Regions from separate parts of the Ovis aries genome. Here region 1 is linked to region 2. The links are chromatin contacts, called in public Hi-C maps. All regions are on one chromosome and are shown on one strand. The core of a region is the stretch at or near the end of the contact, and the rest is flanking DNA. Distances in the headings are between cores, read along the strand shown.

The links. Hi-C and Micro-C count contacts between places; a contact is called where the count stands out from the background.
Region 1: a contact with region 2 is called in a Hi-C map of liver, with 5 times the contacts expected there. The contact joins the promoter of ADSL here to the promoter of RPS19BP1 in region 2. A contact is called at or near these places in 7 of 16 Hi-C or Micro-C datasets (blood, hypothalamus, liver and 2 more).

What each region holds. Positions count from the first base shown.
Region 1 is chr3:217,491,193-217,494,044 of ARS-UI_Ramb_v3.0, forward strand. ADSL (adenylosuccinate lyase) reads left to right here and starts at 1,290. Exons shown (of 12, transcript XM_060413572.1): 1 at 1,290-1,355. LOC106991094 (a long non-coding RNA gene) reads right to left here and starts at 1,240. Exons shown (of 2, transcript XR_003588544.3): 1 at 851-1,240.
Region 2 is chr3:216,775,351-216,778,050 of ARS-UI_Ramb_v3.0, forward strand. RPS19BP1 (ribosomal protein S19 binding protein 1) reads right to left here and starts at 1,345. Exons shown (of 4, transcript XM_004007001.5): 1 at 1,265-1,345; 2 at 983-1,111. The coding sequence starts at 1,316.

The sequences.
Region 1 (2,852 bases), core at 40-2,539, 720 kb after region 2:
CCTATATGAAATCTGAGGTGGGACGGGAGAACACTACAAGGGTGGTCCATCCATTTTTTAGTGAATCATGAAAAAAAAAAAGCAGAAATGGAAAGGTGACAAGAAGTTATTGTCAAAGATGAGATCTTACAAATCTTGAGATTTAATCAGAACTTTCAATATCCCTTAAGTCTTACAGTTACTGGGAAAAGGGCCACCTCAACCAACAAGCTGAAACTTCAAAATGGACATCCCCTTATAGTGAGACACTCAAAAAAAGGTAATTTCAAAGCAATATAGTAGCTGCTACTGTAGCACAAAGGGAAGAAAACATTTGAATCTGGTAAGAACTGAGAGCCTGGAGCCACATGAGCTATCTCAAGACGGTCAATCTCCTCATGCCTTCACTTTGTCACCTGAAAAATGGGGATCAGAATAATGGCAGGCATTTACTGAGCACTTACGCCGCACTGGAGAGTAGTGTATTGTATTATTTAACAATACCTGAACAATTCAGGGCCCTCACATGGATTTAATGAGATTACTTGTGTAAAGCACTCAGGTCAGTGCCTGATACCTAGTGAAAGTGAAGTGTTAGTCCCTCAGTACCCTCGGACTCTTTGCGACACCATGGACTGTAGCCCACCAGGCTCCCTCTGTCCATGCAATTCTCCAGGCAAGAATACTGGACTGGGGTAGCCATTCCCTTTTTCAGGGGATCTTCCCCACCAAGGGATCGAACCCGGTCTCCTGCATCGCAAGCAGATTCTTTACCGTCTGAGCCACCGGTGAGACCACCATAAACATTAGTGGGTTTATTATTAGTGGCCAACCAGAGGGAAGAGTGGGTTCATCGGTGACATTTTCTGACCTTGAGTAAGATGTAGTGGGAAAGACGTGTCCCAGGGCGGAGAACTCAATGCCGATTTCCCCTGTCTTGTACTTGTCTCAGAACCGTGCTGGGGGCCCGGCAGGCGGCAGGAGGGGAGGGGAGGAGACAAAAATAATAGCAAAAAAACAGTGCTTTCCAAATGTCTTGGACATCAATTTGATGTCCTCAGAGCAATCCTAAAGGCGGGTCTTAATGTACCTTTTTTCGGATGAGAAAACTGAACGCAGAGCTGCGGAGGTAACTTGTGAAGCACTGACCACGTTTCTCGTAAAACCAAGAGAAACGCTTTAACCCTCAGCAGCGAAGAGCCTAAAATCTGCAGCCCTGAAGGCTCTGGTCTCCCGGAAACCCCAGGGGTGGAACCAAGTGGAAGAAGTCCCGCCCACAGACTTCCGCTTCCGCCCTCGCTGACCCAGTCAGCTCCGGCGGGGTCCAGAGTCCGGGATGGCCGCAGGGGGCGACTGTGGCGGGCGGGAGGCGGCCTGTGAGTACGATAGCTATCGCTCGCCGCTTGCTTCCCGTTATGCCAGCCCGGAGATGTGCTTCCTGTTTAGCGACAAGTACAAATTCCGGACCTGGCGGCAGCTCTGGCTATGGCTGGCGGAGGCCGAGCAGGTAACGCATCTGGAGGCGGGCCCCGCCCTGCACGTGCCAGGCTGGGACTTAGTGCGCGGGCTGAGCCTCCCCAGGCAGCTGCCCCGCTATTTTCGGCCAGGTGTTCCCTTTCCGGAGGAACGGCCCCAGGAAGGCCAGGGCAGGAGGCCCAGCAGTCGCCACCTGTTACCTCACACGTTTTAATGGTGGAGGGTTGGAGATGGACGGTGGGCGGCGAGAAGTGCAGTTACCGTTTCCGGGAGTAAGTCTTGGCGGTTCCTGTAGGAGTGCACCGCCGAGTGCTCCTTCTGTGCGGTTGTGCTCGCTTCTGCACACATCTTTACCCGGTTAACTCAGAAAGACTTTGCAGACTAGGGCGCGGTTTCCCACGTTATAGGAGAGAAGACCAAGCCTCGATGATGTGCCAGTGAGATATTTGCTTCTAACCATTATGACAACCCACTCCAGTATTCTTGCCTAGAGAATCCGATGGAGAGAGGAGCCTAGCGGGCTATACAGTCCAGGAGTCGCCAAGAGTCGGAAATGACTGAAGCGAGTTAGCACTCCTATAAATAAAGGAACCCGGTGTGAACCCATGACCATGCAAAGCCTAACTGAACGCCCAGCCACCTCGCCCTCCACATGCCTCTGTGTAGTCAGAGACCTGTCACTGCAAAATACACATTTCCTGGGCCATTTTTTCTTCTTCACTAGACTGCCTTTTTTTGTCTCTGGGGAGAGAGAATCAGGGTAGGGGGTTATTAGATGCGAGTTATGGGTTCTGAGAGCTTCATGTAGAGGTATTCTGCCGAGCGGTTTCAGAAATAGCCCCAGAAGGATCTTCACAGAAGCGCTGAAGGAAGCATGAGAGTGATCCAGAGAGCTATAAAGTTTCCGAGGAAAATGCCACACAAGCAAGATGGCAGTCCTCTCCGAAATGACATTTAGTAACCTCAGAAACAATCTGAGTACCTACCTAGGACCAAGGTATAGGGTCCCCGAACAGGAAACTTTCTTCCTAAATTTTACACCCTTCCTATCACCTTGCTCAAGAAATAAAGTAGTACATGACACTAGCAGACACAGTACTCTGTAATGGCTTATATAGGAAAAGAATCTAAAAAAGTGGATGGATATATGATAACTGATTGATTTTGCTTTTCACCTGAAACTAACACATTCTTTTAAAGCAACTATACTCCAATAAAAAAATTTTTTTAAATGCTAGCAGACATTTCTACAGTGCCTGCTATGTGTGCTCAGCAGTTTGAAGACCTTAAAAATTAATTTACTAATTCTCAAAACAATTCTTTATAAGCATGTGATTCCTGTTTTACAGAGGATAAAATGAAGGCACAGATTTCATAAACAGAGCTCGGATAACAAT
Region 2 (2,700 bases), core at 95-2,594:
CGGGGTTACAAAAGAGTCAGACACAACGGAGCAACTAACAGTGGGGATTTGAAGACACATTAGGAGCTCAAGTCCTGCCACAGGTCAAAACATCAAAACACCCTGCCATCCTGCCCACACTGTTCAAGTCTGTACATCTCATTAAGCGTCACCAAATCCCTCAAGATGCTCCCTCCATCCTCACAGCCAATCCACCACTGACACCATCAACACAGCTTCCATCTGCAGGACTCTCTTGTTATCTCCGCACTGTCACCGGTGCTCAGGCCACAGCACCTTCTGCTTGAAGGGACAGGTGGGAGCAGGGCTCTGGAGACACACTGCCTGGTTTCCACCTGTACCATCTGGGCAGGGGTCTGTTTCTGCATCTGAGCAATGGGGGTAATGACAGCGCCGACCTCACAGGGTTGTGAGGAACAAATGAGCAAACATTTGTCAGAGGCTGAGAACAGCACCCAGAGTGTTAACTTGTATTAAACGCTCAGTGTCTCACCCTCCTTTACCGTATGTCACCTCAACCAGGCTTCTTTCTTTCGACATTTCAAAGATTAATAGTAAACTTCTGATTCCACATATGCCAACAGTATACTTCCCCCAGCTCATTCTTATACTTCCATCAGGTCTGTGCTTAAATGTCGCTTCCTCAGAGAAGTCTTTATTCTAAGTCCCTTTCATACTACCCTAGTTTTACAGCACAAATCTCATCACAGAGACCCAACCTGACCCAACCCAAACCCAAAAAGTTTGAAAACGCTGATTTTGAAACTCCTCAGTGTTCTCTCCCCACTAGGACTGTAGACCTTGAGGGTCGGGACGATGTGACTCGTTCATCTCCGTGTTCCCAGGACCCCGCTCCGCGGCCGTCGCACGGCAGGTAGTCTAGAAACGCCTGGGTAACATGTGAAGCCCTGACTCCAGCGCCAGTTCCTCCAGGGCACCGCGGCCCCCGGGAGCAGCGCGTTCAGCGCCTTCCCAAGCTCACCCAGCGCCGACTTGGGCACCTTTCCCTTGGCGGAGTTCCGCAGTTTCTGGGCCTGGGTCGCCTTCGCCTTCCGGGTCCGCTTCATCGGAGCTTGGCTCGGTTTGGTGTGTCCTGGAGCGGCGCCGGGGGCTGTAAAGAACGGGCTCGGGTCGGAGGGCGCTCAGGGTTCCCATCCCACCGAGGCTAAGACTGGTTTGGATCGTTTGGCGCCCTCGGGGCTCCTGCCCCCAGCCCCTGCCACCTTCCCGCCTGGCCGAACGTCCTCGGACAGAGCCTCCTTACCCTCAGGAGCCCCCAGTAGCTCCAAGCCGCGCCGCAGCAAAGCAGCCGACATAGCTGCCCTTAGTTCTGCCCACACAGCTCAACTACTTCCGCCTCGGCCCCCGAGGTGGTTTCGGCGGAAACCTGAGCCAGAAGCAAAAGTTCCACAGTGAGCGGACGGAAGTGCCCACCTTCCTTAGAACGCATGCGTAAGGTTTACTAATCGGCGGAAAGGGGGCGGGATCTGGAGGCGGGGCCAAAGCGCCAAAGAAGCATTGGTTGTCCAATCGCAACCCAATCAACCGTTTGCGAGACAGGCGGCACCTTCCCCCGGAAACCGCCCGCCAGTAACTCAGCCTCGTAGGTAAAGCCTCTGCGGTCTGGCCGCTACGTAGTGGGCAAGGCCGGGGAGGGGACTTAGTATTCTCAGTTTTTACGAAAAAGGGAAATATATTTTTGGAAATATTTTTTCATATACTTCAACCAGAGCAACGTTTACTTCGGCGTGAGAATCCAGCTGTCTTGCCTTAAGCCAGATATTAAAGATATTTGCAAAAATGCAAAACAGTATCAGTGGGTTTTTAAAAAAACTATTTTGTTTGGTTTTGAAAAATACAACCATTTTCATTAAAATACGTCAGTTACGTTAATATGTGAGTTTGTTACTGTTATTTTAAATTAATAAATATTTTAAAATGTATTTGTTTTATTTTCTAACGTGGTAACTCTCATTAGATAGTTACATATGCAGAAGCTCTTTGGGATTCTGACGTTTTTTAAGAAGGAAGAGGACCTTGGGCCACCTCTTGGGTAGCTCAGTGGTAAAGAATCTGCCTGCCAGTGCAGAAGACACAGGAGCCACGGGTTCGATCCCAGAGTCAGGAAAATCCCTTGGAGGGGGAAATAGCATTCCACTCCAGTATTCTTGTCTTGGAAGATCCCATGGATAGAGGAGCCTGGCAGGCTGCAGCCCATGGGGTTGCAGAGAGTTTCTTATATAAAATATCGATAGTTTGAGAAATCCTGGCTTAGAAATTAGTGCTCTTCTTGCTGCAGGGAGGAGCCCTGTCTTGTTCACTGCTGCTGCACTCCTAGCCCAGTACCTGGCATGCAGAAGGCACTCAATAAATGAGTGGTGAATGAATTCGGAGTACAAACATGTTCTGAGGGCCTTTTGTATACTAGACCCTGTAGAGTGTAGGACATGGAGGTGACTCAGTTGCTCCTGTGTAAATGAACCTGACTAACCTCCACCAGCTTGTCCAGAAGGGAGAGAAATGCCTAAACAAACATTAATAATAACAAACTACCTCGAGGTGCTGTTTTCAGTGTTTTACATTTGTTGGCTCACTTACACCACCCCCCTCGCTCTGAAGTAGAAACCACTGTTTCCCTCATTTTACAAATGGCTCAGAGGGGCCAAGGAACCTATCCAGGTCACATCGATGGTGTCAGAG